Linked DNA regions of Pan troglodytes: region 2 is linked to region 1. The links are chromatin contacts, called in public Hi-C maps. All regions are on one chromosome and are shown on one strand. Each heading gives the region's core, a stretch centred on a gene start, on an enhancer-like site or on the middle of the called end of the contact. The rest is flanking DNA. Distances are from core to core; before and after follow the strand shown.

Region 1 (6,190 bases), core at 2,062-4,561:
TCATGCTACTGCTGATCTAACAGGATACGGACCTCAGCTTCACTAGCTCACCCACTGCTCACCTCCTGCTGTGAGGCCAGGTTCCTAACAGGCCATGATCTGGTACTCCTGTGGGGTTGGGGGACCCCTGCTATACGTAATGTCTTCTCTCTCTGGCTGCTTTTAAGGTTTTCTCTTTATTACTGGCTTTAGGCAATTTGATCGTGATGTGCTTTCACATATTTTTCTAAATGATTTTTGTGCTTGGAGTTTGGGGATGTTCTTGGCTCATGGGTTAATAGAAAATGTTCCACATAGTGGTTTTTCACATATTTCCCACCCACCTTCCTCCAGGGGCTCCAGTTACACCTTAGAGTTGCCACCTGGAGTTGCCTCATGGCTCTCTGATGCTTTGTTCTTTTATTGTTTTTAAGTTACGGGATGTAATAGCTACTTGGAAATCATTTGCTCCTGTTAGTTCTTGCTTTTAAGTTTTGTTAGGCAGCACCAGAATAGCCTTTGTAATTTTTACTGACTACAGAGAGGGACTTGCCCTTCTAATTATGCTCTGATGTTCTGTGTATTTCAAGATTTTTCCACTACGGTTGGTGGGAACTGGAACTATTCCCAGCTGGGTGTGGGCTCTTAGACTCTTTTCCCTTGGGTAGTGTCCTTAGATGTGTGGGCTGAGACTCAAGTGGGACCCTCTGTGATCTCTCAAGCGCATTCTTTGCGCAGCTCTTTCCTCTCCGGTACTATGCCCTGCCAGCGTTAACTGCCTGGCTTCCCCAGACTCTCTTTGGGTTTCCTTTCTCCATCTGTGGTCTGCAAACTCCAGGCAGTGAGCAGTTGTAGCACTCACCTTATTTGTTTCCCTGCTCTCAGGGGTCCCTGCACTTCTTGTGGTCCACTGTGACAACTGTTGTTTCATACATTTTGTCCAGTTTTTTAGTTTAAGATGGGAAGGTGAGTCCAGTCCCTGTAACTTCATCTCGGCTGGAAGCAGGAATCTTATGTTAATAGTGAATTTTTAGCAGTGTTGACCAGGCTTTGATTGTATCTTTAGCCCTACTGTGTATGCAGTAAAGCACTTGGCCATTTTCTGATCTCTTCCATTGTTTAACCTAATGCCCCTCTAGACTGAGGTACCCTGGGAGAGGAATGATTTTCCATGCTACCTCTGACCAGTTAGAAATACAGATACATCAGACTACAACTTCTGAAGACGGGAAGCCCACAGTAGTTGCTAAGGAATCTCTTACTTAGACCCAAGGTACACACAGGAAAATCATTAGGACAGAACATGCCTCTAGGTGTGTGCCTTACTTCAGCATTCTCCAGAGAACTGTGAATTTCTAAAGCATGTGAACTTGAGAAATAGGCTTTGTCTTCTTAGGAAAATGTATCCTTTAGGGGGTGTTGAGAAAACAGCAGTGACAGGGGCCTCTGGCCTTGCCTCCTTGCAGTCAAGCTTCAAAGAGAAAACGTTGGGAAGGAAGACTCCTGCTGAGCCTGATGAAAGAGGAGTCCCAGTTGCCAACCAAAAACATGCAGCCAAAGTCCACAAGCTACAAGTAGAAAGGGTGGCTCAAGCCAGAGTCCCTGGATATGGAGGGCGAGTGATGGCTGCAGAAAGATGCAGGTTCTTCTCCCCTACTATGACTGGCCATCGCCTAGTGCAGGATGTACGGTGGCCCTGTCCCAGGGCTGCGCTGGCAGCCACCCTTCCCCACTAGCTGTGCTGCTCTCACATGGCACGGCCTCTGGCTGCCAGGCCTGTGCTCGGGCCTGCGTTTCCCTTGTGCCCTTCTCTCCACCCAGCCCTCAGGACTGCCTGGGCTGCATTTTGTCCAAAGTCCTTTGTCTCCTTGCTTGCACTGCAGCTGAGGCAAGTGTCCCTTGTTCCGGGTGGCTCCTGTATTGTGGCGCTCATGTTATTGAGAGTTTTAGAGGTCACCCCCTAGATTCACCAATTGAAGGGCAGGGCTGGTCGATCTAACAGTGTCTTGCACATAGGGACACAAATGTCTGTTAAATGAAGAAAGTAGGGATGCCAGGCCACCCAATGGGGTGTATCTCCTAGGGTTCAAGAACAAGGGCTAATCAAGTCAAGAGAATGTGTGCCCTCCCCCACCATCTCACCCCTCACTCTCAGAACACTTGGGGCCCCTGCACAGGTGGTAGGCATGCTGGCCCTGAGTGCCCTCGCAGCCTGTGTTAGAAGAACCAGTGGATGACCTCGCTGTCGGCTGTCTCCCCTTCTCTAAGCTTACTGCAGGTGGCAGCAGCCTCTCAGCCACAGACTGTTCCCTTTCCTAGGAGAAAACGTTGGTCACTCAGCAATGCTGTGCACTTGCAGCTTCCACCACAAAAGAGACAGCTGTGGCCGCAGCACCAGGGTGGTGATTCTTCCCCCTCCAAGGGCAGTGGTGCATTCCTTAGCACAAGTATAAATTTACTGTTGCTAAGAGTTCTCGGAACAGGATAATACAAGAAGGAACCACTGCAAGTGAAATCCAGCCACCAGTAATGCCGAGAGGCCAGGCCTGTGCCTCCCAGAACCTGCTCCTCCGTAGGCTTCCCCGGCCCATCTCCAGAGCGCCCTCCTCTCACCACTTTACATAAACGAATGTACCCAAGATCCCCCATCAGTTTTCCATGCAGCTGCCAGAGTGCCACCAAAGCAAACCTCATCTCAGGACTCTGTGGCCAGGCCCTCACAACCTCCTGCCAGGCTCTCGCTACCTACCCATCAACGGCAAGACTCCCAGGCCATCTCAATCCCCCCAAAGAGCCCTGTTCCTCCAGCCCCACGGCTTCTGTTCACCTGCCGTGCTGTCCCCGCCTCTGCCCACCCACTCATCCTGCAGATCTGGAGCAGCATTCCAGGGCCTGGTAAGTGTGCGCCATTTTGGGTTACTACGGGTCTCGCCAGGCGCGGCGGCGAGTTTTGCCCCCCACGCTCCCCAGCGCCTGCACCTGGGCGGAGAGGTAGATAAGGCTGGGAGATCTTAGCCTTTTGCAAGGCAAACACCAGGCAGGAACGCCCAGAACCTCGGAGGAGGAGGAGGGGAAGATCCCCAGGTGGAGACCAAGGTGCCGCTCACGCTGAGTCGTCTAGGAGACCCTCCCTAGTTTAAAAAGTGTTTATTTGCTGGGAGAACATTTCAGGAGGCCTTCCTGGGACCCCAAGTGTGCCGCCCCCCGGGAGGGGCCTGGAGACGCCCGCGCGGCCCCCCTGCAAGGTTTTACCGGCCCTGGGCGCCCCCGGCCCTGGCACCCAGCCGGGGAGCCGCAGTGGGCCGGGCCGCGCGGCCGCCGCCTCCCACCGCTCCCGCGCCCGCTCCCGCCCCCGGCGCGTCTCCTCCGGGCCCGCGCCGCGGCGGGCTCAGTCCTCAGCGGGGCGCGTGGCGAGCGGACTCGACTCGGCACCGCTGTGCACCATGGCCCGGGCCCTGTGCCGCCTCCCGCGGCGCGGCCTCTGGCTGCTCCTGGGTGAGTAGGGCCAGGGGTCTCGGCCGAGCTCCCTTCCCCTGGCCAGCCGGTGTCCTCTAGGGGAGAGGAGGGGAGCGGGTGGGGGCGGACGCCGCGGGCGCACAGATCCGCTGCCCTTGAACGCGGGCCGCCCCGGTTCCAGGCGGGAGGCCCCAGGGTACAGGGGAGGCGGAGGGCGCGGACCGGTGTTGCGCTTCTCGCCGGGGAAGGGACGGCTTTGGGGACGTCGGAGAGCGGGCATTCTGGAAAGCGTGGGGCGAGTCAGCCCTGCACACTGGAGAAGTAGTTTTCAGAAGGAAAAACAGGACGCGGGATTCCCCAGCCCCGCACCTCGTTTCTCAGGCTGTGCGCCGCGGTGACTGCCAGCGCAGGCTCCCTTCCCTAGGCCGTCCCGCGTTGCAAAACCTGCAGACAGGCAGCTTGCAGAAGACGCAGTGTTCGGAAATCAGAACCACAGCCGGTTTGTATGGAAATTAGTCAACACTGACAATCTGTCGCCTGCAGCAGTTGCTTGTTTGCAAATCACGTCTTTTGCAGAAATGAGGCCAGCCCTTTTCGGGACATTTCCATCGCTTTTTTTCTTTTTTCTTTTGGTTTGCTTGTTAACTTGGCACTTTTGGCTAATAGAAATTTAAAGAAGGACGGGTCCCTTGGTGAAGTGGTGGAACATGTTTGGCTTTCCACTTGGAGGGAGAAGTGGAGATTAGCAGCAGCCCCATGGCCACAGGAACTGGCCACACACTCGGCAAGAAACGGTGCTGTTCACTTCCCTTGTCTGTAATGTGTTCCTAAAATGCTAACTCAAGCCCCTTCTAAACCGCTTTGGTTATTGCATTATTCCGTGTATTTAGCTACCTTTTAACGGAAACTGTGAATAGGTTACTGGCGTGGGAGAACCCAGTGTCCCTGGGAAGGCCGGAGCAGTTGTTTCTGGTATGTGTGGCCTTTCCCCGGAAACAGTGATGTTGGTCAGAGGCACCTGCCGCACAAGACCTCTTCGGCGCTGGCACTGGGCAAGCAGGGACCACCGGCGCTGTTGTAGCTGGGGGAGCGGTTCGTGGCCCAGCAAGGAGAGCGGCCAGGGCTTCTTGGGAGCCATGGATTTCTGGTCCCTATTTGTAAACCTCTCCAAGGGGTGGCAGATCTGCATAGAATCCTCAGAGGCCGATATAATATAATCTGAAAGCGGATCTTGCCACTTTAGAGTTTTGGCTGAAGTTACGTGGAAAGCAGAATCTCGCAGTAATTTTATTCTCTCCATTTGGCTTGACATGGCCTTCACTGTTTTCGTTTCCTAAGAAACAAATATTTCTTTGTTAGCAAGGCAGAGAGCTGGGTTGTGGAATATTTTTTACATAAATAACCAAATAAATAAACGTTCTTTACTAGTGTCCAGAGGCTGAACCCTCTAAAGCTTGTGTAAATAAAGCACTATGTCACGATCACATATAAAGACCTTCCTTGTTTACCAAGAAAACTATTCATGTTCTGCCGAAAGTCCAAAGTCCTGTAATTTTAACGTTATTTTGAGTGGCCTGGCTAATGTTATATCTTGGAAGAACAAACAAAACTTTATGAGGTTATCAGCAAATTAATGTCATTGGAGCCCAGCTGTAATTAGTAGAATTACTGAGCACAGGCTGTTTCCTTCCCAAACTGTAGCACTAGCCAGGTCTCCTTGGTGATGAAGATTTTGCTACCCAGAATGGCAATGTGGAATTTTTTTAAGTACTCTAGTTTACAGGTTTAAGAACTTATCTGTGACAATTTTACAATCAAGCTATCTGTCTTAGGTAGTTATTAAGAATCTCACAATCCGGCCAGGCATGGTGACTCACGCCTGTAATCCCAGCACTTTGGGAGGCTGAGGTGGGTGAATCGCCTGAGGTGAGGAATTCGAGACCAGCCTGGCCAACATGGTGAAACCCCGTCTCTACTAAAAATACAAAAAAATTAGCCAGGCATGGTGGCAGGCACCTATAATCCCAGCTACTTGGGAGGCTGAGGCAGGAGAATCGCTTGAACTCGGAAGGCAGAGGTTGCAGTGAGCTGAGATCATGCCACTGCACTCCAGCCTGGGTGATAAGAGTGAAACTCCGTCTCAAAAAAAAAAAAACTTAGGATCCATATATAGTTCTTTTCCCTCTGAGCATCCTGTGTACTCTTCTGTTTACTGGAGACTCTACGTGCATTCTGAAAGGTTTGTGTATAGACACCGAAAAGCTGTTCGTTAATCAGGAAAGAAGGATGCGTTAGAAGCCCCTGGTTTTTCGCATCCATCTTCACTCAGGGAATGCTGGCTGGTGCTGTCACACATGAACTCAGTCACCTGTCCTAGGAAACGCATGCCTTCCTTGGCTGTCACGTGGGAGCCAGGGTTTTTTTTAATGGCTGCAACATTAATTGAAATATATGACTTTATATAAATACAAGTAGAATTGGAATGATGGGGACATCACAGGAAATGCTATGTGACTGCTTCAGATTGCCATGCGGTTTTAAATCTGGACACAGTTCTCATGCCAAAGTCCAAATCTGAAGGATTCTTATTTGCTAATCAACTCAGTGTGTTTGTTTACCCTCTCTGTGTGTTTAGCTGCAGGAAGAAATTTCTGGATTTTTGTCTTCCTTCCATAGGCGCATGCCTGTCAGTGTGCTTATTACCAGTCCGAGGCCAGGGCTGTTGAGAAACATTTATATCCACAGTGCAAATGGT
Region 2 (6,190 bases), core at 1,877-4,376, 280 kb after region 1:
ACCAGCACTCTCACACATCAGACGGCCCCTCCTTCCCTGCGGACTTGCCGTGGCACCGCTTTCTGTGCATTGGCTGTTGGGATTTGTTTATTCTTGGGTCAAAACCACCTTGTTTGATGGCATTTTACGCTGTAATGATGACATCTTCGTATCTGAGATGGAAGCCCCCATTGCTGTGCTGTTTCCATGTTTTTGTCTGCTGTACTAGTGACCTAGTGCTGCACAGTCAACTGCCTGAAATCCAATGTCCTCGAACAGCACACACGCATCGTCTCTCAGTTTCTCCTCGGGAGCACGTGTGTGGGGTGGCTGCACCTCGGGATGTCTCAGGAGGGTCCCGTGAAGTGCTCAGCCCAACTGCAGTCATCGGAAGCCTGGCCTGGGGCGGGAGGGTCTGCGGGCTGGGACTATAGGTGTGCACCGCCACTACTCCTGGCTAATTGTTGTGTTTTTAGTAGAGATGGGGTTTCACTATGTCGGCCAGGCTGATCTCAAACTCCTGACCTCAGGTGATCCACCCGCCTCAGCCTCCCAAAGTGCTGGGATTACAGGCATGAGCCACCGCGCCTGGCAAAAATTCAAAATCTTCAAGTGCTGATCCCATCAGAAACGCCCAGAATATAACAAGGTGTGAGGAAAGGGCGCTGACCCACACACGCAGGCAGGCTCATTTTGACAACAGGAAAGAGCTGGAAGCATATTAATGGCAAATTATCTTTTACTAATGACACTTTCTGCTTTTTATTTTTCTGTTTTCCTAAAGGAACTTGTGTTATTTTTATCCTCATAAAAAGAAACGAGGGGTGTATTTTTAAAAACTTCGCCACTCCGTAGCAATCTCTTGATGGAGGATCTGTTTTGCACCCCCGGTGTTGAGTTTCCCAGACTGACCTGTCATCTGAGGTGCTGGGGCTCCGAGCCCCACGACGGCTGCTGTGAGGCCTCCACACTTGGCAAGCAGTGCTGTTCCCCGAGCAGAGCCAGCTCCCCGTGACAGCAGCCTGTCATCAGAATCCCCTGTCCTCATTTCCTCCAGCCCGAGCCAGGACTGCACACAGCGGGGACACTATGGAAACCCAACACTGTAGCGCCCACCCCATAGTGGTCCTGCACACAGCGAGAGTTGGGGTCCTCCATGAGGGTCCCCCACCCAACATGAGGCTGATGCCCAAGGCCGGGGGAAAATCCTGGGACAGTGTGGGACACGAGCAGGGGAAAGAGCAGGAGCGGGGGCCAGGCTGGGCTGGGCTGGGCTATGGCTGGGCTGGGCTATGGCTGGGCTATGGCTGGGCTATGACTGGGCTATGGCTGAGCTGGGCTGGGCTATGGCTGGGCTACAGCTGGACTATGGCTGAGCTGGGCTGGACTATGGCTGGGCTACAGCTGGACTATGGCTGAGCTGGGCTGGACTATGGCTGAGCTGGGCTGGACTATGGCTGGGCTACAGCTGGACTATGGCTGAGCTGGGCTGGACTATGGCTGGGCTGTGGCTAAGCTGGGCTGGGCTATGGCTGGGCTATGACTGGGCTATGGCTGAGCTGGACTAGGCTATGGCTGGGCTATTGCTGAGCTGGACTGGGCTATGGCTGAGCTGGACTGGGCTATGGCTGAGCTGGACTAGGCTATGGCTGGGCTATGGATGAGCTGGACTGGGCTATGGCTGAGCTGGACTAGGCTATGGCTGGGCTATGGCTGAGCTGGGCTGGGCTAAGGCTGGGCTATAGCTGGGCTGGGCTAAGGCTGGGCTATGGCTGAGCTGGACTGGGCTGTGGCTGGGCTATGGTTGGGCTATGGCTGGGCTATGGTTGGGCTATAGCTGGGCTGGGCTAAGGCTGGGCTATGGCTGAGCTGGACTGGGCTATGGCTGGGCTATGGTTGGGCAATAGCTGAGCTGGGCTGGGCTATGGCTGGGCTATGGCTGGGCTATGGCTGGGCCAGGCTGGGCTGTAGAGGAAGCATGGACTCAGGGAATCTCTATGGAAGGTAACCCTAAGGGCACCTTGCAGACTTGGCAGTAATTTGTAGGTGAGCTTCCCCTCCATAGGCTGTGTGCACCTCAGGACCAGGAGTGGGGTTCTGTCTCCCTGGGGGCCACCTGGACCTCTCTGGTCTGTAAGAGCATTAGGACAATCCCTAGTAGCATCAAGAGGCCACAGCCAGACCCAATACTCCCCAGTTCCTCCAGGTCGCAGCACACCTGGAAATGGTCATACTGGTCAGGCCCACATGGCCGATGGGTAGAGGGCTGAGGGCTGAGGGCTTCTCTCCCATGCACCTGAAGTCCCTCAGCCACAAAGCTCTGCTCTGGTCACTGGTGTGAGAAATGTCCAGTGGCCTCCTGGGTCTCCAACTCAACCCACCTGACTTTGGTCAGGGCCTGTGGTTCTAAGCCCAGTTCAGTCCCAGGTGTGAGGGCTTCCCCCTGCGACTACCGTGAACCAAGTGCTGGACGGGAGGCTGATAGTCCACTGCTGTATTTTTAGATGACCCTGTTTCTTAGCCATCCTGGGCAGCCCCGAGGTCAAGGCCATGGGGTAGCAGGGCAAGGAGCCCCAGGATCTCCCCTATCCGCGCTAGCTGGGCGGGGCAACTGAGTGTGGCACCTCCCCTCTCTGGGCAAAGTTTCCCTACCGCCACCATGGACCCCAAGCTCGGAAAGCCTCTGCTGACCAACCTGTGCTTATTCATGATAATCACGTTTTCCCACGTGACAACAGAACAAGAGGACACATAGGTGCCACTGACATCAACAGCGAGGGCAGCACCTGTCGGTGTCCTGGCCCTGGGCTGAGGGTCTCTGCGACCCCGGGCCCCCACCACGGGCTCCACTGTCCTCACCTTGTAGACGAGGAAACAGGTGGGGAAGCTGCATCCCTGCCCCCACCAGCCAGCCCAATCGCGACAGCTTTCACCTGTCCTTGCCCTGGAGCCCTTCCTGATGTCTGTCCTAGGCCACAAGTCCCTGAAAGGCCTCAGTGGGCTTTCTGAGCTAACAGTCACCGAGGAGCCGGCATCTCACTCCTTCCCCCACCAGCCCAGCCCTCACTGCCTGACCCTCCCCTCGCCCTGCAGACAGAGGCTAAAAATACCCTCCCCACGTGGCCACCAGACCAGCCCTGCCCCGCCCTGCAGGCCTCCGTGTCCCCTGGCTGCCGGCTAGGCAGTCCTGCTCTCTCGGGTCTGTGTTCTCAGCTTCGAGGTCCAGGCTGAGTGAGAGGTAGGATCCAGGGGGCTCTGGGGCAGGGGACAGCAGAGAGGGCAGGGGGAACCCAGCCGGGAGCAGCGGGGAGGGTGGGTTAGGCCCCGGAGGCCAGGGATCACAGCAGGGTGCTTCGGAGACGCCCCCTGGCCCCTGCCAGCGGCCAAGCCAGGCTCCTCAGGGTGGGGGCTCAGGAGACAGGTTTCCCTCCGTGTCCCAGCCGGAGAGGTGGGAGGGGGAGGCTGGGCCACCCCTCAGATGGCAGCCAGGGCCACTCAGCCACAGTCGCCAGCCTGGCTGGGCTCAGGCCTTTTGTTGTCCTGCCCACTTGGCTTCCTCACTCCGGGCCTGGGCAGGCACTGGGGTGAGGCTCTGAGACCCTCAGGAAGCCCCGACCCATGCAGGGACTGCAGGGTGACAGGTGTCAGCAGGCACCCCTGAGGCCCCCAGGGGAAGTGGGGGCGCTCACGCCTGCCTGCCCATCGCCCGGCAGCAGCTGGCCCAAGGGAGCACAACAATGACGGGAATGCGAGGCCTGCAGGCGGTGGCCCAGGGACAGCCCCATCACCTACTCAGGCCCCAGCTCATCTCCCGGCTGCCCAGGGAGGGCAGAGCCGCCTTCACTGGGGCCAGCACCTCCTGGGGAGGGGCCAGGCAGGACCCCCATGCATGCAGTGTTGGGTGGGTACTTCGTGTACCGGCCGGGATGCTGGGGCATGGGGCCCCGGCCGCCTGAGCTGCCCTGTGCCCGAGCCCGGGTTGGTCCGCGAGGCCCTGTGGGCTCCCAGGTGCTTCCCCGCTCTGGGGTCAAGAGGTGGCACCGGGGTCGGGAAGTCGGGGAGCCCTAGCTCCCACCGCCTGCACCTGTACCTGCACCGTGGCTGCCCGGGCCAGATTCTTGGCCTCCTGGTTCTCCAGCTGAGCTTTGTCATTTCCATGCCGCTGGCGTTCCCATGCATTTTGTACCTGTGGACGCGCGGCCGCCTCTCCTGCCCGGGATGGCCCCGCGAGGCGCCCCCTAGCGGGCGAACGGCCTCTCCGCTGCGCAGCCTTTCGCCCTGGGGTGACCCGGGTCGAAGGCTTGTGCACAGACTTGATCTCTCCTAGGGACGGTTGTCTTAGGGTGCGATACCCGAAGGATATAAACCACATGCACATAATTACATGAGCCTGAAAGCGGCCTTGCTGACTTCAACCTTGCGGGCGTGGTGACGCGAAACCCTCCAGAACGCTGCCTTGGGCTGGCCGTTTCCGTTTAGCAGCCTCCACCCGGCCACGTGGAATGCAGGGTTCAGAGCCTGGGCCCCCAAGCCTAGCTCTGAGTTCAAATTCCAGCTCCACCACTTCCTAAATGTGTGATCTTGGGCAAGTGACTGAAACCTTCTGTGTCTCAGTCTCCCCAGCTGTAAAAGAGGCAATGATTGCACCCACCCTCCAGGACTGTTGTGGGGCTGAGTGGTGAATGCACAGCTTCTCTGCATGCTTGGCACGTGGCCTGGCACCTGGGAGCACCGCGGGAGCAGGAGCTGCTGCAGCCCCCAAATGGCCTCCCCAGCAATGTGGGATCTGGGACAGAGGATGCCTTCCGGGAGTTTGGGTGCCTCCGGGGTCCCTGGGGGGTGGGCTCAGTGTAGCCCAGGGTTGCGGATGACACCCAGGGCATGGGTTCTTTTGCCAACCCTGTTCTGCCCTGAATGCCTGGCCATGGGTAGGTCTCTCACCCTCTCTGAACCTCAATTTCCTCACTGCAAATGGGAATGACACCGGGTTGCTCAGGAGGATGAGACCATCCCCACTTGGCTGACCCTGCTCTCTTCTCTCCTAGGAGCTCGGGCGGCTCCAGGCACTTCTTCCCTTGAGTGGGTGGACTACTGAGGTCCCCTGGGAGCGGCGTCATGGTGCGGAACGTGGATGACCTGGATTTCCACCTGCCCTCGCACGCCCAGGACATGCTGGACGGCCTGCAGCGGCTGCGCTCTCAGCCCAAGCTGGCCGACGTCACACTGCTGGTGGGCGGCCGGGAGCTGCCATGCCACCGCGGCCTCCTGGCGCTCAGCAGCCCCTACTTCCATGCCATGTTTGCGGGTGACTTCGCCGAGAGCTTCTCTGCGCGCGTGGAGCTGCGGGATGTGGAGCCCGCTGTGGTGGGACAACTGGTGGACTTCGTGTACACAGGCCGGCTGACCATCACGCAGGGCAACGTGGAGGCGCTGACACGCACGGCTGCGCGCCTGCACTTCCCCTCGGTGCAGAAGGTCTGCGGCCGCTACCTGCAGCAGCAACTGGATGCTGCCAACTGCCTGGGCATCTGTGAGTTCGGGGAGCAGCAAGGGCTGCTGGGCGTGGCTGCCAAGGCCTGGGCCTTCCTGCGAGAGAACTTTGAGGCTGTGGCACGTGAGGACGAGTTCCTGCAGCTTCCCCGAGAGCGGCTGGTCGCTTGTCTGGCCAGCGACCTGCTGCAGGTACAGCCGGAGCAAAGCCGACTCGAGGCCCTGATGCGCTGGGTGCGCCATGACCCGCAGGCCCGGGCCGCCCACCTGCCCGAGCTGCTCAGCCTAGTGCACCTGGACGCCGTGCCCAGGCCCTGCGTGCAGCAACTGCTGGCCTCAGAGCCCCTGATCCAGGAGTCAGAGGCATGCCGGGCAGCCCTGTCCCAGGGCCGTGATGGGGTGAGTGAGCGGCTGGGAGGCCCCATCCCTGGGAAGCAGGGAGGAGAGCCCCAGAGACCCCACCTGAGTAGGGACAGAGTAAGGAGTGGACATTCCAAGGTGCACTCTGACCTTGCCACGCTCCTTGTTTTGGGCCAGTTCCCTATGAGGACATCACTATTCAGCCCTCAAGTGCAGATCATGCCTCTGTGTGTGTCACGCCCTGGGTGCAAGGGGCAGGGGAATGTGGAAGTGGTAAGATCTGGCCCTGTCCTGAAGGAGCCTGCAGCTCAGTGGGACAAGCCTGGAAACAGACCTCAGGCAGTGTGGAAGGGCCAAATAC

The links. Hi-C and Micro-C count contacts between places; a contact is called where the count stands out from the background.
Region 2: a Hi-C map of induced pluripotent stem cells shows a contact between it and region 1, with 2.6 times the contacts expected there. The contact joins the promoter of KLHL30 here to the promoter of RAMP1 in region 1. A contact is called at or near these places in 2 of 7 Hi-C or Micro-C datasets (induced pluripotent stem cells and stem cell-derived neural progenitor cells).

Annotation. Positions count from the first base shown.
Region 1 is chr13:140,032,080-140,038,269 of NHGRI_mPanTro3-v2.0_pri, forward strand. RAMP1 (receptor activity modifying protein 1) reads left to right here and starts at 3,312. Exons shown (of 3, transcript XM_516183.8): 1 at 3,312-3,474. The coding sequence starts at 3,423.
Region 2 is chr13:140,310,399-140,316,588 of NHGRI_mPanTro3-v2.0_pri, forward strand. It overlaps KLHL30 (kelch like family member 30), which reads left to right and starts at 3,127. Exons shown (of 8, transcript XM_016950816.3): 1 at 3,127-3,217; 2 at 5,025-5,868. The coding sequence starts at 5,095.